Regions from separate parts of the Mus musculus genome. Here regions 2, 3, 4 and 5 are each linked to region 1. Evidence: chromatin contacts called from public HiChIP or PLAC-seq and promoter capture Hi-C data. All regions are on one chromosome and are shown on one strand. The core of a region is the stretch at or near the end of the contact, and the rest is flanking DNA. Distances in the headings are between cores, read along the strand shown. Region 1 holds the start of Zfp637 (zinc finger protein 637). Region 2 holds the start of Zfp248 (zinc finger protein 248). Region 3 holds the start of Bms1 (BMS1, ribosome biogenesis factor). Region 4 has its middle 110 kb from the start of Cxcl12. Region 5 has its middle 160 kb from the start of Cxcl12.

The links. Promoter capture Hi-C pulls out the DNA fragments that hold promoters and counts their contacts. HiChIP or PLAC-seq counts read pairs in DNA pulled down with a chosen protein or histone mark.
Region 2: a contact with region 1 is called in a FOXA1 HiChIP or PLAC-seq map of pancreatic cancer cells. The contact joins the promoter of Zfp248 here to the promoter of Zfp637 in region 1. A contact is called at or near these places in 3 of 39 promoter capture datasets (the 3T3-L1 cell line, liver and pre-B cells), 2 of 115 datasets of contacts at active chromatin or transcription factors (the NIH/3T3 cell line and pancreatic cancer cells) and 1 of 9 other capture datasets (pancreatic islet).
Region 3: a contact with region 1 is called in a promoter capture Hi-C map of neural stem cells. The contact joins the promoter of Bms1 here to the promoter of Zfp637 in region 1. A contact is called at or near these places in 13 of 39 promoter capture datasets (the 3T3-L1 cell line, 3T3-L1-derived adipocytes, the C10 cell line and 7 more), 1 of 15 datasets of contacts at CTCF or cohesin (large pre-B cells), 7 of 484 Hi-C or Micro-C datasets (CD4 T cells, CD8 T cells, the N1E-115 cell line and 3 more), 4 of 115 datasets of contacts at active chromatin or transcription factors (the 230-238 cell line, large pre-B cells, memory CD8 T cells and 1 more) and 1 of 9 other capture datasets (liver).
Region 4: a promoter capture Hi-C map of the C10 cell line shows a contact between it and region 1, with 2.7 times the contacts expected there. The contact joins the enhancer-like site here to the promoter of Zfp637 in region 1. A contact is called at or near these places in 5 of 39 promoter capture datasets (the 3T3-L1 cell line, the C10 cell line, the SN4741 cell line and 1 more), 3 of 115 datasets of contacts at active chromatin or transcription factors (cardiomyocytes, large pre-B cells and pro-B cells) and 2 of 9 other capture datasets (liver and macrophages).
Region 5: a promoter capture Hi-C map of the 3T3-L1 cell line shows a contact between it and region 1, with 6 times the contacts expected there. The contact joins the enhancer-like site here to the promoter of Zfp637 in region 1. A contact is called at or near these places in 5 of 39 promoter capture datasets (the 3T3-L1 cell line, embryonic stem cells, hippocampal neurons and 1 more), 1 of 115 datasets of contacts at active chromatin or transcription factors (stem cell-derived neural progenitor cells) and 1 of 9 other capture datasets (adipose tissue).

The regions. Positions count from the first base shown.
Region 1 is chr6:117,837,750-117,843,637 of GRCm38.p6, forward strand. It overlaps Zfp637 (zinc finger protein 637), which reads left to right and starts at 3,432. Exons shown (of 3, transcript NM_177684.3): 1 at 3,432-3,519; 2 at 5,504-5,643. The coding sequence starts at 5,574.
Region 2 is chr6:118,453,023-118,458,910 of GRCm38.p6, forward strand. It overlaps Zfp248 (zinc finger protein 248), which reads right to left and starts at 2,484. Exons shown (of 6, transcript NM_028335.2): 1 at 2,394-2,484; 2 at 1,655-1,889; 3 at 824-865. The coding sequence starts at 838.
Region 3 is chr6:118,416,178-118,422,065 of GRCm38.p6, forward strand. Bms1 (BMS1, ribosome biogenesis factor) reads right to left here and starts at 3,240. Exons shown (of 23, transcript NM_194339.1): 1 at 3,111-3,240; 2 at 2,232-2,440; 3 at 1,211-1,401; 4 at 286-365. The coding sequence starts at 2,407.
Region 4 is chr6:117,276,316-117,282,203 of GRCm38.p6, forward strand. No RefSeq gene overlaps it. Among named protein-coding and RNA genes, the nearest start is that of Cxcl12, 110 kb to the left of the region's middle. RefSeq lists an enhancer at 2,894-4,094. Within about 2 kb of position 3,191, at least 33 of the 459 cell types and tissues checked have an H3K27ac peak or open chromatin away from gene starts, as enhancers often do.
Region 5 is chr6:117,324,424-117,330,311 of GRCm38.p6, forward strand. No RefSeq gene overlaps it. Among named protein-coding and RNA genes, the nearest start is that of Cxcl12, 160 kb to the left of the region's middle. Within about 2 kb of position 2,633, at least 35 of the 459 cell types and tissues checked have an H3K27ac peak or open chromatin away from gene starts, as enhancers often do.

The sequences.
Region 1 (5,888 bases), core at 2,182-4,681:
AAAAAATGTGGAAAGGTTGTTAAAATTCCAAAGATGAAAAACCAATACACTGCAATAAAACTAAAATCCAGTCCTCTATTTAAAATAACGTGCTTCCCTTAAGCTTTGATCTACATTGAGCAACATTGCAAAGTGGGACTTAATGGACAGAAAGTTTATCAAGTTTATCAAGATGTGTACTTGTAGTTTTGCTGTTTATCGGGGTTTTAATTACTTGTAATAAGCCTTAACAACATTGGGACTTATTTTTATTATTTTCTTACTCTTAGTCTTCTGACTATGTAAGCACCAAGCATAGATGCAGTGCACAGATAGGCAGGCAGAACACACATACACATACGTCTTTTGTTTTTTGTTTTTTTGTATTTTGGGGTTTTTTTTTTTAATAAAAACGAAGGAGCCAGGGGACTCCTGAAAAGTCCCTAAGACTAAGAGAAAACCTCCTAAAGAACATCAGTTTATCTTGACAGAAAAAAAAAAAAAGAAAAGAAAATAGGGGCTGGAGAGCTGGCTCCGTGTTTAAGAGCATTGGCTACTCTTCCAGAGGTCCTGAGTTCAAATCCCAGGAACCACATGGTGGCTCATGAGCATCTATACTGAGATCACATACATATATATACATACATCTTTTATAAAAAGAAAAACTTACTGTGAGACTACCACCTATATGGTTGTAAACACACCCAGCATGAACACATAACTGAAAATAAAAGAACTGAGAGAAATATTTTAAGACCAAAAACCCCTCCCCCAACTTATCAAGGACCCCCTCTCAGCTGTGTCCTCTCCCTAGAAACATGTCACAGTCTCCTTGCACTGTATCTCTACAGATTCATTTTTGTGACTGGGAAAATCCCCTTCAACACCCATGTCACCAATCCTCTCTAGGGCATGTCACACCAAGAGTGATTGTCTCAATTTACACATGGATAAAAAGGTAAGTCTCCTTTTACAGACACTATTTAGTAATTGGGAGAATTTTTTTCTGTGTTTCAGTCAGCTCTTTCTTTAATACATAGTTGTCTTATTTGTTTACTTTTGGTGTGTGCTGCTGCTGTTAGCCATATTTCTTTTTTTTTTAAAGATTTATTATTATATGTAAATACACTGTATCTGTCTTCAGACACCCCACAAGAGGGCGTCAGATCTCATTATAGATGGTTGGTTGTGAGCCACCATGTGGTTTCTGGGATTTGAACTCAGGACCTTCGGAAGAGCAGTCAGTGCTCTTAACCACTGAGCCATCTCTCCAGACCCTGTTGGCCATATTTCTATCAGAATATTGTTTCTTTGCCTTGTTGACTTACATGATGTCTGTCACTAGGGTTTCCCCCTTAACTCTGTCATGTGTTGTCTTCCTTTAGTGGTATTGGCCACAGTGTTAAATTTTAACCTTTTTCTTTTTTGGTTTTTTTTGGTTTTTTTTTGGGGGGGAGAGGGTGGTTTGTTTGTTTGGTTGGTTGGTTGGTTGGTTTTTGGTTTTTCGAGACAGGGTTTCTCTGTATAGCCCTGGCTGTCCTGGAACTCACTTTGTAGACCAGGCCGGCCTCGAACTCAGAAATCTGCCTGCCTCTGCCTCCCAAGTGCTGGGAATAAAGGCGTGCGCCACCACACCCGGCTAACCTTTTTCTTATTTTTGTCCATTTTATCGTGGTTGCAAACGTCCTTTCCTACACTGAGATCATGATCACATTAATTCAGTTTTTCTTCTGGGTCTTTTGTGGATCTGTGCTTTATCACACATTTGATCCACGTAGAGGGTCTCCGCATAGGAGGTCATTTGAGCAGTTTCTTTATCCAAGTAGTGAGACTGTCATAACTAATGTCACTGTCTGAATTATCATTCCTTCCCCTAGTGATGTAAGGTACCAGGGATGGAGATGTCTGTAACAAGCATTTAAATACGCACTGGCAGAACTCACCCCTAGCCCTCACTCGGCACCCTCCCCCCTTCCTGATGCAAGTGTTAAGATGCAGGTGGTGGCTGAGGACTATGCCCCATTTAAGATCTTGGCAAGAACCATGTGTCTAGGGACTCTGATCTTTCAACCCCAATCGTAACCACTCTATCAAATGGATCTGGGCCAGTAAGATGGTGTGTAGGTAATAGTGCCTGCTGCCAAGTCTGATGACCTGAGTTCGATTCCCTGTAGGAAAGGGTGAGCCCACTCATACTAATGATTCTCTGACCTCCACAGGCACAGCAAGACACCCCTCACATCCACACACTAAACAAAATGGGATCTTTTTTTCCCAAAAAATACGTGTACCCAAGTCCTCAAGGCTGTTAAGAGAATCTTTGCAGATTTATGAAGGAAACATGAGTTCTTGTCTCCCCTGATGGCCCCCTTTTCCTACCGATGCTTTGTCAACTAAAACTTGTCCTAATCCCACATCTGGTCTCACAGAACAGAGATGTCCTGTGAAGTCAAATATTTCATCCAGTCTGACACATGTAATTCTGGGAAAGGAACAAGGGCACTGCAAGAGGAACATTTCTTATGGTCTCTTTCATTCAATAGGATAGCTAAATCTACCAAGGGAAGACTCTGGGGGAGGCTCACTACGAAAGAAGTCAAGTCAGGGCTCCAGGGTGAGACTAATGTCCTTTAGAAAAGCTATTAGAGGCAGGCAGTGGTGGTGCACGCCTTTAATCCCAGCACTTGGGAGGCAGAGGCAGGCGGATTTCTGAGTTCGAGGCCAGCCTGGTCTACAGAGTGAGTTCCAGGATGGCCAGGGCTATATAGAGAAACCCTGTCTCGAAAAACCAAAAAAAAAAAAAAAAAAAAAAAAAGGCTATTAGAAATGCATATAAATAAATGCAGTCGATGGACGTTTAAGGCATCTTAAAAGAGATTTTATTGAATGGATGCTCAATTTCATCCACGCCCCTCTCAGGACCAAAAGGGCTACTCTCCCATCTCTAATAACTAATTTTAGAGTGTTCAAATCTCAACCCTTGTGTCATTAACTTCTTCAGTTAGGAAGACAATGTTAGTGTCCACTCAGGGAATACTGTTCCCTCGAGTTCCCTTGGCTCAGAAAGTCTCCCGGGCCCCGCGTAGGTGCCCTATGGGGTCCTGGAGCCGTCGGACCTGGGCTCCCCACAAGTGAGCGCCCTGGGTCGTACAACTAGTCGGGGTAGTACCTAAACTCCGAAGTCCTGCAGTGCCTCGTCCATCTTTTGGGTGAAAAAAAACTTATTACACGGACCAGAGAGTATTCCTGATTCTTTGTCCGAAATACTTGGTCCCGGCTCCTATAGGGAACCCTGAGTCTTCTGCAGTTTTAACGTCATAAGCATTCCCAAGCTTCAACCACCGCTCCTCCACAGGACGGCGCTCCCCAACAACCAGAAGCAGCCACCGCGTTTCTGCCGCAGCTCGGTCGCGGCGCTTCCCACAGTGCCTCGGGGCGCGCGCGGGCTCCTGGGAGTTGTGGTCCGGCGACGCGCAGCGTTGCAGCGGCTGCTACGGGCTCGGCGCCGGCTTTGTCTGTCTGCGGGCGCGCGCCGCTGCGGTGAGTGTTGCTGAGGCCGGGGCTGTGCGCCCGAGAGAGGGGGCTGTGTCTTGAGCCTGCTGCTCCGGCCAGGGCGCGTGAGCAGGCCAGGCTGGCCGTCCGGGCCAAAATCGCCAACCGCAGACAAGGGTGCGCTGGTCGGAGAGCGGGTGGGCCGCGGTGTGCTGCGGAAGGGTCCTGCTGCAATGTCGGGGTCCCTGGGAGGCTGGGGCCCCGCGAGCGTGGGAGGGGCCACAGGAAGGTCCAGCTAGGCCAGGAGAGCAGAGTTCACGCCTAGGGAGAGAGCCTAGCAGGGAGTGGCGTCCAGCGTGGGGGGAATTCATCCTCACCCAAAGCTCCTAATCGCACGTTAAATTGCCTCATTAGATTTTTCCCAAACCCTACAGATCACCCTGTCTGTCCTCCAGCCCTCTCTCCTGAAAAAGCACCATTTTAGGTCTTGGATTTGTAGGGCGTGTCTCAAATGTAAGAGATCCCTCACTTTCTGGTCCTCAGTTCTTCCGAGAGCTAGCTAATTGAGATAGTGTTAACTTGTTTACTAAGAGAAGAAACTGGAGTCGGGGCTGTTAGGTTGTTCTGCTACAGGGCATACACCGAGGGAAACAAGGCAAAAAATTCAAGTCTCTCGGGGCCTAATTCTGAGCTGTGGTAACATTTCTGATAGGAAAAGCAGCGTTTTGTGTTACGAAATCACTCTCTTTCAATATCTTCAAGAATTTGATTGCTCTGACTTGAACAGGTTCTTCCTTGACAATTTCCTGTTGTCAGTTGTCCTGCTATTAATCAGGGAGTCTGGAGACACAGCTGAGGCATGTTGGCTACTTCTTAGCAGGTAGAGGAGTTCAGGTATCTACCGTGTTCACTCATTTTGACTTAACCATGTTCTCTAGACACTCCAGAGACAAAAAAGTCCAGCCCCAGGGAGTAGCTACCATGTGCTTTTCTTTGTGAATCACAGGGGAGTTTTGTTGGCTTTATTTTTAATCAATAATATCTCTAAGTGAATGCATTTGCAGCATGACAGGGGACCCCTTTATAGCTTGTGTTCCAAGTTGGAAGTGAATCCTTCAAAGATTTCTTGACATCAGGCTATATAACTGAATGGATAGAAGGGTTAGCTATTTGGTTAATAAAATAGAAAATCGTACCATCAGATTGCTAATTCATTAAGCTAGGAATCCAGCATTTTGACCAGACATACTGAAACAAAGATTATACTGTACCACTATGTAAACAAAGTGTACAGATTCAGGAATTTGATCCTTAAATAAGCATTCCATGGGGGGTGGGGGGAGGGAGTGGTGGTTTGGGTTAAGAGCCTACTAAGAATTACCAGAAGGTAACAAGACCTTCTTTGTTAGGTCCTTGTAACTTGAGGGGAGCTGAAAAGGAAAGCTGGAGCTATTTCTTCCTAACACCAGTCAGGAAGGCTGGTGTGCTGACTTCTTGCCTGGAAAGTAGAGAACCCCAATTTTTTATCAAGACCAAATGCAAGCAGAGCGGCCCTTACCTGGGGACTAACAGTACAGTAGGCACTCCTACTTCTCTGCTATCTGTTTCCCTCTGCCTCCTTGCTCCTAGATTCATTTCTGTTTGGTCAGTCCTGCTATCTTCCCCACCCCCACCCCAGCCCACCCTGCCCAAACATTTATTTATGATTATATGTAAGTACACTGTAGCTGTCTTCAGATACACCAGAAGAGGGCATCAGATCCCATTACAGATGGTTGTGAGCCACCATGTGGTTGCTGGGAATGGAACTCAGGACATCTGGAAGAGCAGCCAGTGCTCTTAACCATTGAGCCATCTCTCCAGCCCTCCAGTCCTGCTATCTTTAGCCCACTTTGCAGTGACATTACCTCAGAAAGTCTGGATTTCCTGTGTTTACACTCCAAACTGATCTCAACTCTCAGGTCTGCCCTTTATTGTTTGTTTTTTTTTTTTTTTTTTTTGGTTTGGTTTATTTATTTTTTCTGTCCCTCAGGTTCTCCAGACCAGCCCATGGAAGAATCATATGAAGAGGCGGTGATCAAAGTCAGCGAGCAGGAGTGGACATGTTTGGGTTCCCAACAGCTACCCTGCTGGACTGTCATGGAAGATACGCCCAGAATGTAGCCTTTTTCAGTGAGTGAGTCAGCTGGTTGCTGGGATGACGTCAGAGCCCCTATAAGAAGATGCATTCATTTGGTGAAGCTCACTGCTCTACAGGTTGCAGGGAAAGCCTGCAAGCTGGGATTGGAAATGATAATCAAAACAAAGCAAGAAAACAGTTTGAAGCCGGACAGTGGTGGTGCATGTCTTTAATCCCCGCACTTAGGAGGACGAGGCAGGCGGATCTGTGAGTTAGAGGCTAGCCTGGTCTGTAGAAT
Region 2 (5,888 bases), core at 1,234-3,733, 610 kb after region 1:
ATGTGTGTGTAGGCTTGTGCGTGTGTGTGCGCACCTGTGTAAGTGTACTTTTCGTTTTGTCTTATTTTCAATTTTTGGATTTTGTTGATGTTGACTCTTTTGATTTTTTGGCAGAGGAGAAGGAACATGAAGTTGGGTGTGGAGAATCTGGAAGGAGTTGAGGGAGGAAAGAATATGATAAAAATACATTGTATGAAAAGCAACTTATTTAAAAATAATAAAATAAATCTTTAAAACAGTCCACTGGCAAAACTACCAAATACTGCTGACAGTCAAGAAAGGCCATGACAGGAACATTTGCTGGCTGGCCTGGAAGGCAATTTGGTGGCCTTTTCTAGAACTGATTTGGGTGAATGGCAGTGAGGGGATATGGCCTTATTTTTCAGGTTGAATGTAAACAAGAAATGCATAAACATAAGCTGCCCACATGCAAATTGACCTAGACTTTAATGAGCTGGCTGAACATTTAGGACAGCTACGTTGAGAATACATAGGGCTGCAGATTCTGTCATCTCCTTTAGAGTCCGTTCCGGGAGAGCCAGAGCAGTCTACTCCAGCCTCGGTGTTAGGCTTGAACTAGTATCTGGTTTTAACAAGAAAGGATGATAGACAACAGATCACATTCACCTCCGTGCGACTACCAGAAAACACAGAGAAATTTTTGTCAGCCGATATTTCTGTGACTTTCAAAAGCTTCCACCCAATTCTGGCAACTGGCCCGATGCAAATTTTTACAGTGGCTGTAAACTTTTGCCTGATCTACTTTTTCACTGAAAAACAAAACAATCAACAAAATGGGAATAAATAAGCCAAAAAAACTCACCTGGGATTTGTTCATTTTCTGCTCTGAGTGGAGGAGGGAAAGCTGAGGGAGAAGGAAGAATGATGTCAGCAGAGACTTGGCCTGCCCTGCATGCAGCCACAAGCAAGGTGTTACTTCTTCAGGTGTGGCTCTAACATAAGTTGAGTTTAGATCCTTTGCACTGAATGAATGCAAACGCTTGTTTTCCCTTAGCACCCAACTTACAGGAGAATTAAAAACATGAGACAATCTTTTTAATTCAGCAAATGATAATCTAAAGGAGGAAAGGCTATGGGCTTGTCCGGACTGATGATCAAGGAAAATGAGGGAGTGCGGAGACAGCGGTGGGAATCAGGAGGTTTTGTTAAATCTAACACCATTAATCCCTTGAAGTCAGGTAAGTCAAGGAAATGAACGGGGCTTTTAAGGCAAGATAAAAATTTCAAAATGTATTTGCTTACATTCCAAGTTGCTTGCTTACAATTCTCAAAACGATCGCTTGATAAGAAACTTGCACCTCAAAGAGACAAAATATACAGCCATCTGCAGGCCCCGGTTGTGTCACTAAAAACCTGCAAGATGTTGAGATTCTCAGGACCCACCTACACTACTGTCCGATGGAAACATATGGCCATAATAGCAAGCGTGTCCCTACATGCCACCTTCACATGAGTCAAGAGTCTAAGGGACCGCCTCTCCACAGTTAACCAGGTAGGAGGGATGCATAAGATGTGGAGGTAGGGGCAGTGATAGCAATTCCGGACCTGTGAGCCTTTCACTCCCAATCGTTTTCCAAGAACTAGCATTCCATGTGCAGCCTGTATGCACCCATCTCTCTCAACTCCAGCTCACCTCTCTCCTTAAACTTGTCCCAGACTTTCGGCGAGCACACAGTCTTCCATGGTTTCAGGACACTGTCATTTTCACAAAACACATGAGCGAGAACCAAATTCAGAACTGGGATCCCGGGTGTGTGAGGGGGCAGGAGGTTTGGTGGCTAGCTAACCACTTTCCTCTTCCACTCCAAACACTGCGCCCTAGGGACCAGTCCAAAGGCCCCCTGCGAGGGTGGGCTCCCTAGTAGTAGCTTAAAAATAAAAAAAAAAAAGAAAAAGAAAAAAGAAAAGAAAAGAAAATTGCAGCAAGTATTCGTAATAGTCACACTGTGCACAAAAGGAAACCGAGTCTCGGGTAGGTTATTCTGTCCCAGTAATTCATTCACTCGGGACCTGGCTTACCCGCTCGCCCCCCACATCCCAGCATCTAGCCCCAGCAGCCAGAGAACGGATGCGTCACCGCGTCACGCTCGCGCCATGCGTGAGTCAACTCCTCAGGGTTCCGCCCAACCACCCCGCATCTTCCCCGCCTAGTGGGCAAAATGCGCAGGCGTAGCACGAGCTAGAGGCCCTAGATTAGCTCTGCAGAAGTGCGGGACTATCCGGATCCCGCAAGCCCGAGCCATGGAGTCCCAGCGCACCCCGGCGTTTCCCCATACAGCCCTCCACCCCGCTGGTCCCTGGTTGCTGCCAACAGCGACCAGGATGGCCCGAGCTCCCAGAACCCTCCGCCCTTGATGCTGTCTAAGGCTCACCCGCCGCTCCTGCAGTGCACCGTGCCGAAGGCCAGGAGTTGTTTCCCAGGAGGTACGCGAGGCCACGGATGGACCAGGAGCAGGACTGCAGTTTGCGCATGCGCAGAGGAAGGGGCGGTGCGCCCAACGGTGCTCGTAGTGGGGTCTCCACGTCCAGTGTTGGAAGAAGGACTGTTGCCTGGAAAACGGAGTCAGCTCCTGTCTCACTCTGTATTGTAAAATGATGCTGTTGAAGGCGTCTAGAAACCAGGGTTACTTTATGTAAGAAGTAAAGGTGTTTGCAGTGTAAACACGACCTTGTCAGACTCATTTCCCAGGATGGGACTTTCTGGTACACCGCGACAGTTTTCTGTATCTTTATTCTATCTAGCGCCAGCCTTCTGTCACTACCCTGGGGACTGGGGATCAAATTAATATATTTTCTACACTCAAAAAGAAGGAAAGATGTGTTAAAAATTATGTTGGAATGTCAACTGGTGTTGGAATAGTTCAGGACTTGGTCACTTTGCTGAGATTTCATAGGCGTGGCTTCCCTGTCCTAGCTACAAGACACAATCTCACATCAGACTTCCCTATCCTCTGGCTCTTAAAATCTCTACCAGGTCTTCTGCAGCATTGCTCGAGCCTTAGGTGGAGGAGTGTTATATCAGTTGGGCTGAGAACTCTTCCCTCAGTTGCTCACTGTATTTTGACAAGGTGTGTCCTTCGGTAATGGTCTCTAACTGCTGTAAAAAGAATGTCTTTGTTAAGGGATGAGAGCTACGCTTACCTGTGGGTATAATGATACGTATAGGGAATGTAGTTATGAATTGTGCTACTTTGGGACAGTGGCAGTGGTAGGGTTTCCTATAAGATTCATGATCTCACTAGCCTCGTGCTATAGGCCTCGCTTCTCTCCTGGCATCCCAAGATGAAGAATTGCAGACAATCAGCAACTACACACACACACACACACACACACACACACACACAGAGAGAGAGAGAGAGAGAGAGAGAGAGAGAGAGAGAGAGAGAGAGAGAGAGAATTAGTCTTCCCCAGGGGTGAGCCCCATGAGTTGTTGTCCAATACCAAGTGGTCAGTCAGTCCCCAAAGGCATACACCTGCAGGCAACACTGAGGGATGCAGAAGTTTCTATTTGTGTGTGTGTGTGTGTGTGTGTGTGTGTGTGTGTGTGTGTGTGTGTAAAAAGAGTGGTTAAAGAAAAAAGGCTGTGGAGAAAGGGGAGTTAGATATAGGGTAGAGGTAGAAGGGAGGACAGGGAAGGGGAAAATTATGTAATATTTTAACTAACTAATTAGTTTGTGAATGTGAAACAAATTTATATAAAATCCTGGAAAGTAGTCTAAACTAAAAGATCATCATCATGAATATTCTCTGGATAAAAGAGAGAGAAGCCACAACCCTAGTGCTGAATAGCATTAAAAGGATAGCTGCTTCTGCTGGGCCAGGCTGACCATCCCCAGAAAGATGTTGGTCTCTCGCTACATAGACAGTTCAAGGCCCACATGGGCTGCATGAACCTCAAATCTTAGGGGGAAAACAGATCAACATAGTGTTCACACATATTTAACTCAAGTGAGCAGATGATGTCTCTGAGGAACACTTATTATGAAAAGAAGTAAACTATAGGATTTATTCAACTCTCCCTTCTCCAGTGATTTTTCTATTTTTGCTCCAGGAACAAATCCAAAAATACCAGAAGTCCCTGAAGGCACCAAGCCTTCTTAGTCTCTCCCAGTTCATAATGGCTTCTCCATCCTGTCCTCCATTGCTTCAGGATACTTGAGATGAAGCATCTCATTGCTCTTGTTGGTTCATCCAGCGTTACCTACATTAGTATGAACTTGTGTATTTAGTTTGTTCTCGATGACTGTCATTCTGTCTACTTTGCTCCCTCCCCATCCTCCCTATAGGCTGATTTATTCTCTGTACTATATAGTTTTACCTTCCCCAGAATTCCAAATAAATACAAGTAGGTTTTAACGTGGCTTCTGAATTTGACTTCTTTTATGTACACCAAAATCATTTCAGAGCCATTCATGTTATTATTCAATGTTTTAGGTCAGGGCCTGTCCTCTGACACTTTTTATTTCATGATATGATCTAACAATAGTATGTTATTCTGAGCCTCAGCATTCAAACATTGGATATTGGGAGCTGTTAGATCTTTTAACATATCCTTGTTACTTTTGAAAAGCATTTCCTAACTTTCTGATATCACAAGATGGTACAGATTCAACCTGGATTTTCATTACATAGCCCTAGAACCAGCCATTTCTCAAGAACTTAGAGACTTTGATATCTTAGCTTTTTAACTGCACTCAGTGCTCTGGGGCATAAGGATATTTAAATTTCTAAACAGATAGAGGTACAAAATGGGTGCTTACATATCCAACTTAGAAATATCTGTGTAGTTACATAAAATATTGGGAAATCATAAAATATTTGACAGCAGTAAAGTGTTTCTGGATGTTCGATGACTAATAGCTCTCCCAAGGCTTTTCTGGATACACTTGCCCATGATGTGTCAATAAAACCTCACACATACCCTTGGTGGTTAGCTGCAGGTGCATCCACCATGGTCAGAACAGTATTGATGTTTGGGAAGCAAGAAAGCATTCCTGTTTGACTTAACTAAGTAGTTGGTGTTGGTTTAAACTGCCTTGTTGGCTAAGGCTAACTTTGACAAGCCACAAATATTTGTATTATTTCACTTTTGTGGTTTATTCAGAGAGGATCCTCTGCTTTCTTCTGAGAGATACCTCTGAACCATTGTGGAAATTCCCAGATAAGGGCCCATTCCCTTTCTAGTCTCTCAGTTGTAAACTTCTACCCACATTGGCCTCTGGCAGCAACAACTTACTCTCAGAAAATTGATTAGAGTCTGTCCTCTGGTAGCTTCTGTTAGACTAGCATGGTTGCTGACCAAATCTTACCAATGTCTTGTTTGTTTGTTTGCTATGGCAAGAGCTTCCTAGAGTACCATGAAGGAAGAACCATGCTTATAGGTGGGCTTTATAAAAGATCTACATTGCCTGACCCAAGAAATTTTAAGGGAATCGGAGCTTTTGGTGGTTGAAAGACTTGCAAAGCATCGTCTGGAGATGAAACTGTAAAATACTAGAAGAAATAAACTTGACACATAGGTTAAAAAATGTATGAACTGAGTGGAAGAAACAGAAAAATGCATATGACTTGTCCCTGAGAGGAAAGTAACCTGGTCAGTATGACCAGCTTCAAACCCCATGACCTAAATCCTCCTTTTGTTTCTCATTCTCAAAAATCACTGGCATATTTGATGTTTTAGAGATGTTGTTGGACTTGTGAAGATTTATTGCTATAAGGTATGCTGATTTGAATAGGTCTGGCCTCCATAGACTCATCTGTTTGAATACTTGGCCCATGGGGAGTGTGACCTTGTTGGAATAGGTGTGGCCTTGTTGAAGAAAGTATGTCACTGTGGGGGTGGGACTTTGATATCTCATATGCTCAAT
Region 3 (5,888 bases), core at 1,990-4,489, 580 kb after region 1:
TATGTGTATGTATGTATCGATATAATCCTGTCTTGTACATATGTGTGCATGTGTGTATCATATACTAATATTGTCCAATATTTTCTCACCCTATGCATTTCTTTAGGTTTGAGAATGTGTTCATGCACATTCCATTTTTTTGACAGTATCAATGGTTGCCATAATTTCAACCACTTCTATCCTATCTTTCCTGAATAATCACAAGTATTTCCTTGCAAATGAGATAAATAACCCATCACATTGTCACACTCTCCATTGGGAACCCAGGTCACCCTATTGACTTACCAGATCTGCTACTTTAGCTAGATCAATCATTACATTGATGTCACACCCACACTCAATAATTGTAAGTCTGCGCTTTTTACCTGTAAGTACAAGGATGAAACTTTTACATTTTAAAAAAACTTGAGAATACCCTATCCATTAACTTTATAATGTTCTTGTTTTTAACTGTAAAATACCACATACCTTTACAGTACAACTCTAGACAGTTTATAACTAATGCCCATGATCCTGCTGAGCTACAGGCCACTCTCTTTATCTCCATCAAAATCTCTACACTCTCAATACAGCTAAAACCATCAAACCTAACCTAGCAGCATGTCCACGGGACAGGCATATGCTCCTGTACTATTACTATAAACACAGTGATCAAGGATGTCCCAAAGATAAAGAAATGTCCTACTCCATCACTTCTTTAACAAGGCACTTCAGTTCCTAACATTACCATTTGGAGAATTTACTTCATCTTCTCTCACTGAAGCACCCAAAATCTAATCCCAGCACTCTGGAGCCAGACTGGAGGTCAGCCTGGTCTATATACCAAGTTCCAGGAGAACCAGAGCTACATAGAGAGACCCTGCTTCAAATACAAAAACAAACAAAAGTGCACAAATTATCGCAGAGTAGCTTTGAGAAGGAAAGTGATGTGTGGGGTATATGGGAGCTCACTTATTGTTAAATGAATGGGCTCACAGTAACAAGACCCAGTCCTAGGCCTTTCCACGAAGCACACTTGGCAAAGCAGACCAAGCAGTCAGACTGAGGAGGTGCACATCAGCATTGTATGTCTGAGAAGTTACCTTCTGAGTTACAGGCAAGTCAGTAAAAGCAACCATGTGGTAATCGGATGTAACAACATCGGTGTTATATATTCTGTTTGACCAAACAGCAATCCCTTGGCACAGCAGTCTATGGAGGCACTCCCTACCTGACACAATTGTCACAGGGCCTCTGATCTCACTCAATTTCTGTCTGGTAAAATTCCGAATCAGGCATCGTATCAAAGTGCTCTTTCCAACTTTTGGAGGTCCCATCACCACTACCACTATTGGTGGGGGCTCCAGTGGAGTTCTGTCAACCACTGGAATGTGATGCTTTTTCGTCTTTAAGTCCTGAGTCCTATGTGTTTACAAAAATAAAACAAAACAAAGTTTACTTCCAAAACACAAAAGATCTTTTAAAAGTCCAGATGGTATAGAGACCAGATAATACATGGATCCAATTAACTTTATTTTAACCGGTTAACTTCTAACCCCCTCCTCACCCAAAAGTTATTCTTCAGTAAAGATAAAACAGATGACTAAAAAATAAAGTTAATAATCAAACACATCATGACACTGACTTGGCTTTAATGTTTAAGAGAATTAAGGGGAACCATAGTGACGAGATGTTATAAAACAAGTCAGGTGTAGGAGACAGGGTAAATGTTCTATCAACTGGCTATTGAACTTGTGCTCTGAATCTGTTTTCTTATCCACAGATGAGAATAATTCCTAACTTCTTAATGCTGTTGAAAGAATTCAATTAGGTAACATTTAAAGAAAACTGCTGGCTATATATTATTATCTCCCTAAATACAGTTATTTTAGTATTTTACATTAAAAGTATTGGGGGGGAACCACCAACACTTTAACTGCCATGGAGATATGCAAAGTTTAGGAGATTTTTTTGTGTGTGATCTAAATTGTGTAAATTCTTCTTCTTGGACAAGAAAGAAAGAAGGACAGAAAGAAAGAAAACAAAGAAAAAAGTGGGGAAAGGCAAAGGGCAGGTGTTAGAGGGAAAATGTTTCTTTGACAGAGCTCTGACATTTTAGGAAAAGCCATACGGCATGCCTACTATGGCATGCCTACGTCCTTCAGACCTGAGTTAAGACTCACAAGGCAAATGCCATCTGGGAGAGGCTCCCAGTACTTAAGGGAAGACCCACTAACCCCAGGTAAACACACCTGTGAAAGGACCTCGCCATCCGCACAGCTGACTGCACTGCGAAAGCTTTGGGGTTTCTCTTCCGGGCATCCTCTTCATCTCCAAGCTGTAGGTCTTGCAGGTGCCGTTTCTTTTTCTTCTCAGCTTTAGGCCCACTGTGCTTCTTCCTATGTTTCTTGTGGTCCTTGGTCTCCATGGTGGCTATTTATCTACTACAAATAAGTCTTACCTACACGGAACAGGGAGGACGGTGGTGGTAATCAATTATAATCAGGGTAACACAGGAGGGCAGTAATTTAATTTACTTAAGTGCTGATGTATTTGTTCATTGAATGGAGGTAGAAAATGTTTAGCCAGTATCTTCAAATTCACGTCCCTTTCTTACGCCATAAAGTATAAGAGTTAGCAGCACCAACACTATCCTTCTTATGTTTTATGTTGAAGCCATTTCGACAGTGCTCATTTTTTGTAATGACAGAAATACATCCTACCTGCTGTTCTCAGTACAGAAGCCTTGTGAACTACACGTGGTTACAGAGAATTTCAAGCGTACCTTCGGAAACTGAAAACTATCTTAAGTTTAAATTAATTTTAAACTTAGTCGCACGTGACTAGTGCCTACTATTCTAGGTAGCTTAGGCTGAAGTGTCCTTTTAACTTAAAACGAAAACAAACATACAAGTTTAAGACATCCGAACAGTGCTGAGCAGACTCGCCTCTCAGCTCCTGGAGGAAGCACATTTTCCCCTCCCGGTGATCTATTTTTGCTGGGAGAAGAACACGCAGCCGAGCTGGGCAGGAGCCCTCCCTGCTCGAGTGACCCGCTCCCCATCCAGCACTGCACGAACCCACGCCCTCCACACTCCCGGGAGCACCTCTCCGGCGGCCGAGAAACTTGCCTTCCAGCCCAGACGCAGCCTGGGAGCAGCCTGTCGGGAGGTCGAGGACCGACCGAACCGGGAAGCCGACGGGGCTCGCGAAAGCACTCGGACTCACGGCAGCAACCGCTCCAGCCCGCAAGCACGACGCCGGAAGCGGAAACTGTCCTTCTGCTTGTACCCGTCGGAGGGAAACGAGCAAAGAAGAGGGGAAAAAAAGGAACCCGTGGACGGACGACTTTCAGGGGAAAGCCGGAAGTAAGCTCTGGGTTGGCTGAGGGTTGCGCAAGCGCACTTTCAGATTTCGCACGGACTGCCCTCTCCTTCGGGTCCCAGCCACTCTGAGAGTCGGGCTCTCAGCCAGCGCGACCTGGCTTCAGAGGATCCGCGCGGCGCTGGGCCCTGGCCCGCTTATTTGAGTAGCAGAGGAACGCTGGAAGGACGCCCGAGTCATCGCCAGTCCCAACTTGAAAGCTGTGAATTCCGCCGCCCCATCCGCTAGGCTACCGCTCCCTGTCACCGCTGCCAGAGCTGTCCTCACGGGTTTTCAGCGCTCTGCTGCCCTCTTGTGCCAGGACCGACGGGCTGAGGGCAGGGTGCTCCTCTGTGCTCCTGGAGAGGGCGTTTTCTTCAGAAAACGTCTTAGCTTGCCATTTTGTGTGCATGTGTGGCTATGTGTGTCGTGTGTCTTGTGTCTCTGTGCTCAGCCTTGCATCCCCAGGACTCAGTCCAGTCCTGGGGAATAGCCCTCAAACCCCCAGTCCCGGTTATTTGCTACAGTTATGCTGGACTCAAAACTGAGCTCATCTCAAGGAGAATAAGAAGTAGGGTTTTTTCCTTGCGCCAAATAAGAGTGACTGCGGCCTGGGAATACGGATTCAGGTTCCCACAAAATAGCATGTTCATGCAAAACACAGCTCTCACCTCAATGAGCCAAGAACATGGGTTCAGTTGCCTCAAAGTCTCCCATTTTGTACCTTTTAATAGCACACCAACACAAAACAGCTCTAAAGGTTCATATGGAAATTATGAAACAAAATCAAAGGTTTAGCAAATGATAGTTTGTGAGGTTGGCCCTCCTATTTCTCTCTCCCCATCCTTTGACTATCATTCCAGTGACCATCATTCTAGCCTTTCTGCACATTCCAGAGCAACGCCCCAATTTCTGCAGGAAGTAGTTATAGAAAAGACTACATTGCCCTTTATCATCAACAAAAGGATTGGAATGTAAGATCGCAAACTGAGGACAAATGGCTGACAGAGGTGTCTATTGAACAAGTCAAACAGCCCTCAGTCCCAACCTGTGACAGGGTCATCCTGCCTGGCAACTATCCCCCTAGCTGAACCACCAAATGAGGCCTATGAGAAATTTCTCATACAGTCCAACGCTGGAAGAACTCAGGGCAGACACCATAGTGCTTGCTAACTCACTCATTAGGCTTATGCTTGCCTTATTTTCTTACATAGCACAGTATCACTTGCCCAGGGAATGGTGGTACCCATAGTGGGCCTGGCTATCCTAAATCAATTAATAATCAAGTCCAGCCCTCCAGTCATACCTATAAGCCAATCAGATTTATGCAATTCCTTAACTGAGACTTTCTTATTGGACCATCATATGACTCTGGACTGTGTCAAGTTGACATTGAGAGGTAACTAGACAACTAGTCAGTTAGTTTTCTTAAGGCACTAAACACTAAGGACATTTTTCATAGGCATACTAAAGAGATTTTAGCATGTTTGTTTCATTATCCCCAAATGGTTGCTTAGAACGCAATGGCTAAGATATGGAGCTGCAGAACATTCTGTTACAAAGTAGATGCCCAAAGATGCTGGGAGTTAGTGGACGGGGGTTGGGTGAGAGACATGGCCTTTGACATAGGGAATGGGATCCACTTTAATTCTGAGACACTGGAGTTAAGGTGCCTGAAGGCGTGTGGTGTGAATGTTGACATTTGAGTATGCTGGGGCTTGGTGTGCATGACAAATGTGGTATCTCTCTGGGGGTAAGCTCTCGTGAGTCCTGAAATATTAGAAAATGTGTTCTATGTAATCCTCAATAAATAAAAAAACTTTTGAGTGAACAGTTTGTATCTCTAGTTAAATAGACAAGTCACATTTATGACACTAGATAAGGCCATTTTGTTCACTGATACTATTTTGTGGTGGGGGAGAGGTTCAAGCCAGAGTTTCTCTGTATAGCCCTGGCTGCTTGAAATTTGCTCTGTAGAAATTTGCTCTTTGAACTCAGAGATTTGTCTGCCCCTGCCTCCTGATGTCACCAGGAAGTGAAAGGAAGCTGAATCCTGTGTTGGAGGAGATTAAGTTGAATTAAGGGAGTAGCAACCTTGGGGCAAGATCCCACTCAGCTAAATTTAGGTCCAGACATGATAGTACAACCCTTTAATCCCAGGAGGCAAAGACAAGCAGATCTCTAAGTTCAAGGCCAGCCTAGAACACAGCAAGTTCTAGGTGAAGAAAAGCTTAAGTCCAGGCATGGTGATACATACCTTTAATCCCAGTGCTTAGGAGACAGGCATGCAGATCTCTGAGTTCAAAGTCAGTCTACAGAGCAAGTTCCAGGACAGACAAGATTAGGCAGTAAAGGAGTTGGAAAACAGAAAGCTGGTGATAATGTAGTAGAACAAGGGACTATGGTCCAGCCCCAGAAAGCAGCAGAACTTGGGAGCTTTGCCCACATAGCTCTGGCATTAGAGTCCAGAATAGAAGGGACGATTGGGACAATTGATGCCGAGTAGCTGGAGCTAAGAAATTAGTGGTAACTAAGAAGAAACCAAC
Region 4 (5,888 bases), core at 1,941-4,440, 560 kb before region 1:
CTCTCTCTCTCTCTCTCTCTCTCTCTCTCTCTCTCCTCCCCTAGTGTTGCCATATGATAGTGCAGTGACTGGGACAGCTGTCCTTTCTTAGAATTCTGATCTGCAAAGTGTGCAGGAAGAACTTTCAGGTCTTCAGGGTTTGTAGGTGCACGATACCCAGGCTTCTGGCTCAGGTGTTCTGTTACCTACTGTTAGTGCAAACCCTGGTCTCATGGGTCTCAGCTTTCCACTCTGAATCCAACTCAGTTTATGAAATTCCAGGGAATCAACATATCCTTTGTACTTTCCCCTGATATGGCATGGCAAATGGGTCAAAATATCTGGAACCTTCCACTATGCTGAGGGTAAAAATCTTGGTGCTGACAAAAACGTCCCATGATGTGAGGTGAATTCTTCCTCCTGTTTCCCAATCCTCTGATAAATAAGTATAAAGGCAAATAGACGATCTCAAGAGGGAAAACATCTCTGTGACCAAAGTGTCTGACAGAACATGAAAGAGGAAAGCTTTATTTGTGCCATGGTTCCAGAAGGCTCTGTCTGTGGCTACTTGGTCTCAGGTGCTTGACCAAGAAATCAGGGCAGTAGTGGAGCATGACAGGGGTGATTTTCACCTCAGGGCAGACAGCAAGCAGAGAGAAGGGGACACAGGATGAGGCCAGGGCAGAGCTAGCTCCCAAGCTCACCCCAGTGACCTACTTCCTTTACTTCTACCTTTCAGTAACTCTCAGTGATGTCGTCATGTCATGAGTTCACCGAGGGTTAGTTTATTGCTTAAGTCTGAGCCCTCACAATACCATTGTCTGTAGGCATTCGGGGTCCTTGACATGGTCATGCTGAGGTCAACAGTACACATTCACTCAGGATTGCATCTGTTCCCCATGTTTCTGGGCTTAGATCAAGGGACTGGTCACATGCCCTAATCTGCAGAGCTTTTTCTTTCTGAGTACCAGCTCCATCGGCGCTGTTACCATTCCAATGACACATTGATAGACTACAGGCAAGAGGTGGTCTGCTTCCTTCTGTCTCACACCTCTACCTCTGAGGTCCTCTGGGAGCCTTTGTTCTGAGTCTTCATCCAGACCCACACCAGTCTGCACACACTTATTCTTCGATGCAGCAGGTTCTATGCAGACCACCAGCATCAACTGAAACCAACGTGCTGTCAATAGGCAAAAGCCTTTGGGTATTTTGACTAAATCCAGACAGGATCTGTGGCTTATTTATGAACTCACGTGGCTTTTGACTTCTGCCTTGTTTGCCAAATTGCTGACATGTTCTTAAATTACCCGGTTTGTATTTTTTTCCCTTCTTCTCTGTTGCTTGAGAAGATAAAGCCTCAGGCATGTGGGCTCCCTCTGCTCACAACAGGGGACATTTCACTGGCTACTATCACCCATCCAGAATACATGGATCATCTGAGCTCAGCGTTTAGGCCCCTAGGAGTAAAGACTAGAGTGTGGCGAAGACAAGAGGACGCATCTTTTGTTTAGCACACACACACACACACACACACAAATATGATAGAAAATTTTGTGAGAATTAAAGGAACTCCCTGCAGGTTGACTTTTCGTAGTCTACAGAGATCTAAAGAGCTATCGGTTGCTTTAAGGGTTGACAAGATGGTGAGCATTGGAGATGGGTGGCCTGTAAGTTTGGGGAATGATGAACTTTGTTTCTTAAAAACATTCCAAAAGGTTTTATTTGTGACCTAGTCTCCATAATTCCACCCCTTCTGGAAGATACTACCCATTCCCAAATTTACCACTCCCCGGAGGTTCAGATTGGGCCTGACTAACATATTGTAACTTACCAATTGAAGATGGGGATTGCTCCGCCGTCATTCTAGTCCTACAGTTCTACTCACAGAGAACATCAAAGGGGGTTAGAGAGAGCAGCAACCTCCCACTCTGGATGGTCATTTCCTAAAAGGGAACTCTCACTTGCCTAACCTAAGTCTGTTTAGTTGACACCTGTAAATTAGCTCTGGATGTTAAAAGCATCAGCCTCTGGCCTCTCTGCCTTGGAATATCCACACGGCCCCAGGACATCCATTGCTGGAATGTGCTGGTTCAAAATGGGTCCACAAATTTCAGGAAATTCCTTTCAAATGGTAGATCCCTCCCGATAAATGTGGATAGACTTAGTATCACACTTTAGTCAGATTAAAGAAAGATGGAATAATGGGTTCAACCCTAGACAGAGAGGAACTGCTGTATACTGAATTGCCATGAGCTTACCCCAGACAACACTTAGGGATTATCTTACAGTTCTGAGAGCCAGAAATCTAGGCACCACATGACCGAGTCTCCTACCCAGAGAATTACAAAACTGAGAGCAAGGTGCTGGCTAGGACTGATCCCTCCCTCCTAGGGCTTGTGAGGCTGTGTCTAGCTTTGGGTCCTAGAGTTACAGACTGACAGCTTCAAGAACTCTCAGCTCTTAGAACCTGTTCTTGAGACCTTGAGAACCGAGCCCCATCCACGACATGAACTTTGTTTATTGAATTAGCGTTTCTACCTTCAAACTCTCTAACGTGTGTTAAAAGGCTGTCTACAAAATAGTATCTCCTGGAGTATACAGGGTTATCTTGGAATTCTGTCTGCCACAATAAGTCATCAGGATCGCCAGCTCTAGAGAAGACTAGCTGCCATACATGGAGGGTATCCAAGCATCCTTCTGCAGAGGCCCACACAGGTACCACCTTGTCCAGCTCTACCCAAAAGCCACACGAGAAGCTTCCTAAAAACAAGTTCTGTAGGCCCTGCTCAGTCTGCAGATGATCCAACCTCAGCTGCCATGCCTTCTGCGACCTCGGTATGGGCTCTGACCCATGGCCACTCAACCTAGCTGCTTCCAGGCCCCTAGCCCATAAAGTGCTATCACATATACTTACTGACTGGAAAAATGCAATGGTTTGAATACTAACTCATGCGCTGTCTGAAATTTTAGGAAATCAGTTGTTGACAGTGAGAAAATGCAGCATTGCAACATTCAAGAAAATTCCAACAGCATTGCTTTCTGCCTTCCTGGACTCAAAGACAGGGGGCTCATTTGGGCTTTTGTCACATTCTCAGTTATGCTGTGGTCACCACTGGCTCCTGTCCCTCTTCTGTGGGAGGTGACAAGCCACATTGCCAACTAACCAGCCCATTCCCTGGAGCCTTGCTGCTTCCTGGTTCATTCCAAAGTCTTCCCAGCATCTTCTCTGGTTCTGATTTGTCCTCAGCTGCCCACTGAGAGCTGAGCTTACCATCTGGCTAGCCTTCTGTGGCTGCCTTGCTTTTCTGCCACTGACTGTCCCTACTTGTGCTGTTGTTGTACATGGGATGTGACCTGAGACCAGCATGATGAGTGAGAAGAAAGGCAGGGACCTCCCATCCTCGGCTTGACTGCCGTGGCTTCATTTAAGCCATTTCACAGTAGGAAGGGAAACTCGTGATGCTAGGCTGTTTCCCCCTCCCAGAACTGTGAACCCAGCCCTAGATAACAAACCATAGCATCTCTGCATCCTCCCTCCTTTGTCAGTGCCACCCCCATTCCCTAGAAATTTCCAGATAGTGTGGAGAATCCCAAGAGCCCAAAGTGGCCAGATGCCTGGCGTGCACCCTGCTCCTAGAAGAATGAATGAACAAGACTTGGCTTCAGACCGTCCCTTCTTACCGCCTGATGGAAACTGGGAACAAAGGACCCTGTGAGCTCCCCCTCCACCGCGTACAGAGCAGGGAGAAGCTGTCTTTCTGAGCAGTAGCAGATCTGTGTGACATGCCACTCCAGACGAAACAAAGCTAGAGCCCATGGCTATTAATACTTCAGGCCAGTTCATCCTGAGCTGTCAGTGGCCACAAAGCACAAGGTAACACAGTCCAGCTCCCGAGCCAGCCTCGGCCTCTGTGAATAATTAGCGCTAAGTATGAGATGTGTGGCTGGATCTAATCTAACCCAAGCTCAATTATTTCACTCAACTGATTGGGTCCTGCCTGGAGCCTGTTCTTCCCGCCTTGGCAGGTGTGCAGCAAGCGCCAGGGACGCACTCCCTGTCCAAATGGGACCGTGTGTCTAGAAAGCAGCTACAGGAACCTCTGAGAAATTCGATCCTCCAGCTCCGGATTCACTTTCCTGCCCGCTTCTCACCTAATTCCCATTCCAGAAGCAGGATGCTGGGACACACACACACACACACACACACACACACACACACACACACAATTACAAGAATGATCACTAAAATAGGTTGGCAATTGATGCCCAAGCTTCATCCCTTGGCACTGACTGTATACACTCTTTCCCCATCTGCATCTTCTGAGGTCTCTCATTTTACAGTAATCTTGAGCCCTTTTTTAAACATTCCAAACACATCCCTCCATCTTCCTTTTGCCTCTTCAGGCTCTTCACTTTCCTCGGGCCACCTTGCAACCTGGGCTATAGAGTGTCTCTAGTCCTGAGCTTAGATCTTGAGGCCATGGAAGTCTCCTTAGAGCACATCTTGCCAGTGTCTATGTCCAGCCTGAGTCTCTGTGTGTAGTGTGCTGCCTCCTCCTTTGGGCACTACTGAGCATACCTCTTCTTTCTGGGAGCAGAGCCTAAGCAACCCCAGGTTCTCAGGGTTCAGGGCCCCCAGGTGAGTCCTGGCCCAGGTTTGGAAGCAAATGGGAAAGATCCAGCAGGGACCCACATCTATCTGTTTCTGTGCCAGACAGGCACAAGCAGGATGCAATCAGTGTCTTCTCCCTAGGACTTCTGCCCTGAATTCCACATGTGAACACACGCCAGGACTCTGCCCTACACTGACACGATAAAGACATACGATTTGGAACTAAGAATATCCATTGGCTCATATGTTTTCTCAAAACTGTGACTCATAGGCTAAGATGTTGTCAGTGAGACAAAGAGCAAAATCATGCAACTTGGGCATCAGCTAGAGTAAAATATTGAAGTAATTAGTTAACTCAGTTAATGTGAGTTAAGCCAGATAAATTCCCTGGCCCCACATTAAAAAATAATAATATATATCATTTACCTCTTGTGCCTTGTGCTTTTCCCTATCCATACAATGAGGACAAGGAAAGTACCTACCTCACTTGGATGCTTTGAAGATTGAGAGAATGCATAGCCACAGCCTCAAGCACAGCCTATTGCATCCCCACCCAGCACATCTAAGCTAGAATAAGGGGACAAGACGTTGCAACAGAAATAGAAGCAAGTTCAAGATCATAGGTCACCAGAGGATGTGACTGGCAGGGCTTTCCCGGGGAAAGACTGGGGCTCTCTTCAGGAGTTGCTACATAAGGATTTGCTGAACTATACAACATGGGGGACAACAGAAATCCATGGGGCTCAGATTGGAGGCCAGCAGATTTCCAGTATACTCTAATAGAGATAAAGACAGGGAAAGACAAGCCCACCAAAAATGTGTTGCCTGCCCTGTGCTAGGAAGAGGGTTGGTACCCTGCTGAGATTGGAAGGTGAAAGTCTTTGGGGTGCTAGACCCCTGCTGCAGGCATTTTTGGGGGATATAAATCATCGGGAGTGACACACTCCATAAAGCATGCTCTGCAATGACAACAGACTCAGGGATATTTCTCTAGAGCAGCCTTTCTCAACCCGTGGGTCACATAAGACCTTCCTCCATATCAGATACGTACATTATGATTCATAACAGTAGCAAAATTACAGTTATGATGTAGCAACAAAATAATTTTATGGTTGGGGGTCACCACAACATGAGAAACTAAAGGGTTGCAGCATTAGAAAGCACTAGTTGAGAACCACTGGTCTACAGTGAGAGGTCACAGTTCTTAATGGGGACATAAGGAACTTGGACTTAGTAAAGGTGTCAGTTGCTTTTGCATTTTGGGCAATGACCTAAATATTTGTAAATTGCCTGGAAT
Region 5 (5,888 bases), core at 1,383-3,882, 510 kb before region 1:
CATGGTTCACAAATGAACATCTAACTGCCGGGTTACTTTCCTTAAATCCTGGTGATGGATCTGTCTCTCTGAGAACAGCACACCACAGTTTATTTAATGCTCTTGGGACATAGATGTAGGGTGTCGAACAATGTATCTTGTCATTAAACTCAATTTGGACACTGTCTTAGTCAGGGTTTCTATTCCTGCACAAACAACATACCAAGAAGCAGTTGGGGAGGAAAGGGTTTATTCAGCTTACACTGTCCACATTGCTGTTGATCACCAAAGGATGCAGGACTGGAACTCAAGCAGGTCAGGAAGCAGGAGCTGATGCAGAGGCCATGGAGGGATGTTACTTACTGGCTTGCTCAGGTTGCTTTCTAATAGAACCCAAGACTACCAGCCCAGAGATGGTCCCACCCACAAGGGGCCTTTCCCCCTTGATCACTAATTGAAAAAATGCCTTACAGCTGGATCTCGTGGAGGCATTTCCCCAACTGAAGCTCCTTTCTCCGTGATAACTCCAGCCTGTGTCAAGTTGACACACAAAACCAGCCGGTACAGACACTGTCTACCTGGAGTTGGTACCAGATCCTCAGACTGCAGACTCAGTTCCCAGGACTGACCTCACATATTTCAGATGCCTCAAATAGTCTTGTTTGTGTTTCTGGCAGACAGACTGTAAGCAGGGTTTCCACACCTCTGCTTTGGTCCACACAAGTCAGGAAACAAAAGCTATTTAAGATGCGTAGGGAAGAGTCTCAGAGCTCCCACGCCCTTACTTCTTCACACTCTGCCAGCACTACCAAGACTTCTGCCACCAGAGATCCTCTAATCTCTATCCTTTTGAGTTTTCATGGAAGCTTCATTAGAAAACCAAGATTGATTAAGTGACTGTCCACAGATCACCATCTTATCTTTAGCTCCTCCCTTCTCCCCAGGTTGGAGATGTTACAAAATGCCCCTGCACCCTCATCTTGCCGGTCTCTATGGTGACCAGCAGCATCCTGATGTTTTGTGGAGGCTGCCAGCTAACTCTCAGTCTTTGACATATAAAGCAAACCACATCTTCCTGAAGATTTTCCTGTCTTTAAAAGTTGTTTGGAAACCAAATATATATTTCACACTATCATTAAAGACTGATGTGGGATTTTCAACATGTTTTCTAGTTTATAGAAATGACCAAAGTTTTGCTTTCTTTCCATCTGTAGAACTTTTAGAGGTGAAAAGAAAAAAAAATGGACCTCCTCCCTGTAAGACTCTCTGAAATAATTTCTCAGACAAACAATAGTAATTAGTATAGCTTGATCTTTTATAAGAATAGTAAGTAAAGACATAAGTCAGGGTAAATTTAAGTGAATATCCCAAAGTATATGCAGCTATCTGCTTACCTTTAATTTTGTGCGCTTTCCTAGTAAATTTAATTTTTATTTGAGAGAGGGGGGGATCTGGAACATTCAGAGATGCTTAAAGAATATTTTCTTAAAGAATGTATTTCATTTTAAGCCAAAGTTTATAATTACTGGGGGGAAATTCTAGAATTCAAAGTCTGGGAATTGAGGGAGTGGTACAGCAGGGACTTAGGAAGTGTTTTGGCTAAAAAGCACCGTCTCCTTCTTTGGTCCCACAAGGTAATTGGGATTAGGAAAAAACCTGACCTCTCTCCTTCATTTGTATCTGTCTCCATGGTTATCTTATTATAGAGTACCTCCCCCACCCCGTTCCAGATCCCCTAACAATATTTAAAGCTGTCTAGAGATTTCCAGACACTTTAGATCCTGGGAAAAATAGGGTTGATCAATAAACACCTTATGACTAAGGACTAAACTACCACTAAACAGACATGAGAGCCATTGTCTGCTATGGTAAGCCTGGACCCTGGAGCAGAAGTGACCACTTCATGAGAACCAGATTGCTCTCCTCAAATGATGACAATGACTAATTCAGAGTACGATGCAGAAGCAGAGCTGAGTGAGGACCAACCAGACTACACCTGGATCAGACTGCTTAACTTTGCAGATCTCTTGCCTCTACCCCATTCTTCCACTTTAACCTAAAATGCATGTCAGTGCCTTGAAGACAGTCTTGGGGCTCCCTTTATCAGTTCCTCCTTTCTCTCCTTTTCACAGCTAACTCTGTCTTTAATTAACATGTTGGATGGCAACTGCCCCCTCCTGCCATTAGCACTCTGCAAGCCCTGGCTTTTGCTCTCAAACTTAAGCCAGAGATAGACTTAGGCTGGGTTTGAAGGAAGAGGCGGCCTGGGATTTTGGCCATCTATTTTCTCCTCTGTCATTTGACGGAAGCCAGTGTTACTGCTGGATACATGGAGATTTTGGGGTCACATTATAGGGATCTATGTGCATCGTCTCTCACTGTTTGTCCTGTGAAGGAAGGAGAGAAGAAACCGCACAGAGCTTGTTGGGTTTAGTCATCCGTTTTTCTCATGACAGTGTTTAACTCTTTCACACACACACACACACACACACACACACACACACACACACCTATCAAGTACTGGAGGCCGTGCGAGGATCCGCAAATGAAGAGAATGGAGCTTTCTGCGTTTTCTTTTAGCTCATAGGACACAGCTCAGAGCCCTCACAGCAAAGGAATGACCTGTGACAATGGGAACAAAGACATCACACTCTCCACTGGCTTCTAGCTGCCTTGTATTTTTGCCCCACCCAGCCACACATGGTAATTAGTCATGGGTTTTGGTTGTTGCAGAAGATTTTCTTAAAGTGTGGGCTAATTAAGACATCCCTTTTGGCGAACCTATCTGAGATTAGTGGTTTCTTGATTAAATTTATTTCTTTCGAGTCTGCGTGATTCTGAACTCCTCCGTAGGCTTCATTGCAAGAGTCCAGCAAGCAGACTGATCATGCTTACAAACTTGGAGCTCAGAAGGATTTGGCAATATTGGTATTTTCTTTTCTCAGCTTTCCCGGATTTTTGGCTTAGGCGTTTGTGCCCTTCATCTGCTCCTCATTAGAACACCATCGGCTCTTGTTTGAGAGTTCTCAGTGCCTTAGTCAGAACTAAGAATATCCTTTCCTCCGGACAGCAGCCATGGACTTCCCAGAGCTCTGACAGAAGGGGAAGGAGCCGGGCCCCTGAGAGACTGACAGCACCCACTTTATGGGGTCATGGGAAAGACAAAGCCGAGGGCATTTGACAGGACACTAATTCAAATGACTGACTGACTCTCAAGAGGAGAGCTAAGCCAGCTCCAGGCATCAGCTGCTTCTGAGGCGCGTGAGCCATGAGGCACACATCTGCCTGAGGGAGGCTGCCTGCCGGCACAGGCCTTAGTTTGAACTTGGAAGGGAACAGTCCATTCATCCCTTTTCTGAGTGTGCACATCCATTCATTCGTAGTACACAAACGTGCCTTCGTCATTAACAAGTGGGAAACGTAGACGTGCACCAAGGAATTGTTTGGAAATAAACATCTTTGTGGTTTATTAGAGTTGTGCACTCTATTTTTATGTCCATATACCCAGGGTTGTGTAAAGATTTCATGCAGGAAGTGTTTGTGAGTGGAAGACATTTAAGAAGTTCCAGGTGACGTAAGAGAAGTTGATGACTTGCCTTCTGGGGGCTGGAGACCCAAGATCAGGGTGTGAGTGTGACTTCTTCCTCCCGAGGCCTCTCTCTGTGGCTGAAGATGATGGCATCTTCAACCTGCGTTGTCACATGACCTCCCCTGAGTGTCTGTGTCCTAATATCATCTCCTTATGCTTGATTAGTACTGACACCAAGGTCCCCATTTTAATTTAATTATTTCCTTAAAGACCTTGACTTGCTTGGCATGGTGGCCCACACTTTCCAGCCCAGCACTAGGAGGCTGAGGCAGGACAATTGCTGAGTTTGAAGCCAGTCCATTCTGCATTGTGGCTTGCAGGCTAGGCAGAGCTCCCTAATGACACCTTGTCTCTAAAAACATTATTCAATTTTTAAAAATTAAAATAAATCTCATTTCCTAATATATTTTGGGTCCTCATTAAACCCATCATGCCAATAAGAAAAACACTATTTAGCTTGTAACGAAAGGTAAAGAGGAACGGGGCAGCTCCTGCCTTTCCTAACCCACCTCAAGCCCTGTGGTTAGATTTTGGTTTTGCTTTTTGTTTTGTTGTGTTTTTGTGTGTGTGTGTGTGTGTGTGTGTGTGTGTGTGTGTGTGTGTGTGTTTATAAGCATCTGGGGGACAGAGGTTGACACTGGGTGTCTCCTAAATTAATCTCCACCTTATATTTTTTGAGATTAGTTGGCCAGTGAGCTCCAGACACCCCCTGTCTCTGTCAGAAAAGCACCTCTGGGTCCACATTTTGTGTGGGTTTGGGGGGATCCAGACTCAAGTCCCCATGTTTGTGCTTTACTGACTGAGCTATCTCCCACCCCTCATTGTTAGGTTTCATAGTCGGATATCAATCACTACCATGGTATGAGTGTGCCCCTTAAGTATCAAGTATTGAAAAATTAATCCCCAAAGCCGCATATTAATACTATTTGGAAATGAGACAAAATGCCTTTACGATGACAATGAGTATCAGATGAGCTCATCGGGGTGGGGCTCCGTGATAGTATCAGTGGCTTTATAAGGAGTGGAACGCAGAGACTGGAGCTAGCAACTGCGCACCTGCCTGGCATGGGATTCCCTGGACCAGGAGCCCGAGGAATCCTCCCAGATTAAGCTGTTTGGTCTTAGCTTCCTAGGCTTTAGATCCACCTTTTATTCCTCACAAATCATCCACTCTGGATGTCTAGTTACAGCCAGAAGCAGACTGTGAGGACCATAAAGCCATTGTTATCACGATGGCAACACAAATAGGCAGCTTTGTCCCCAGGTACTTAGAAGTTTCTATGGATGCTGTTTCTTTCTATCCCCACAGCAGCGATTGAGGTGCCCTCTCTCAAGCCTGCAGCACCACGAGCAGGCGATCCCTGTCAGGGCTCCCACTGCTGGGTTTATCTCTCAGTCATCCTTGATGCGGAGAGCTACAGTTTTCATAAGAAAGCATGTAGAAGCTTGTTGATCGACCTCTGGTGGCTTTTTAAATGAACTTGGGTTACTTCTCCTTTGGCTCATTTATTTTAAGTGCTCTACTAATGGGCTTATTTTTAGTATATCAGCATTTGCGTGGAAGACGCAGACATGGAATGTTATTCTTTGAATGTGCTGCTGAGTGGTGCTTGCTAGTCTTCACTGAGGAATCCATGCCTTGCCATCATGACTGAAGTAAGCCTGCCATTGTAAAGTCCAGATTTAGGCAGTGGAGGCTTGAGAAACCTCTCATGATGCTGTGCTGTCTGGAACAGTTTATATAATTCAGAGATTTATCTGAACATTGCCAGCACTGCCACCAGAAACATTCTTGCCAAGTCCCTGCCAGTCATTTCTGCTGGTATCATTCTATTCAAGGCTTCTATTTCTTTTCTTTTCTTTCTTTTCTTTTCTTTTCTTTTCTTTTCTTTTCTTTTCTTTTTTTTCCCAGACAGGGTTTCTCTGTATATAGCCCTGGGTGTCCTGGAACTCACTTTGTAGACCAGGCTGGCCTTGAACTCAGAAATCTGCCTGCCTCTGCCTCCCGAGTGCTAAGATTAAAGGCGTGCGCCACCACGCCCGACTAAGGCTTCTATTTCTTAACTGACTTAATAAATCTCCTTTTCATATGGAGGAGCCACACATGTTTAAAAACATATTCCTGTTAACTTATTCTTAAAGGTTCCCTCCCTGCTTGAGGTCTGTTCCTCCCATTCCCAGTTTTTCATTTGTCTGCCTTCCATTTCTCCTTCTTCTTTGATACTAGCCAAAGGCATCCGCACAATGGCGGGTGATTCTTTTTCTGAAGTGACAGTGTTTACGTTTATTAAAGCAGTTAGTTGAAAAGTTCTTGTAAGGA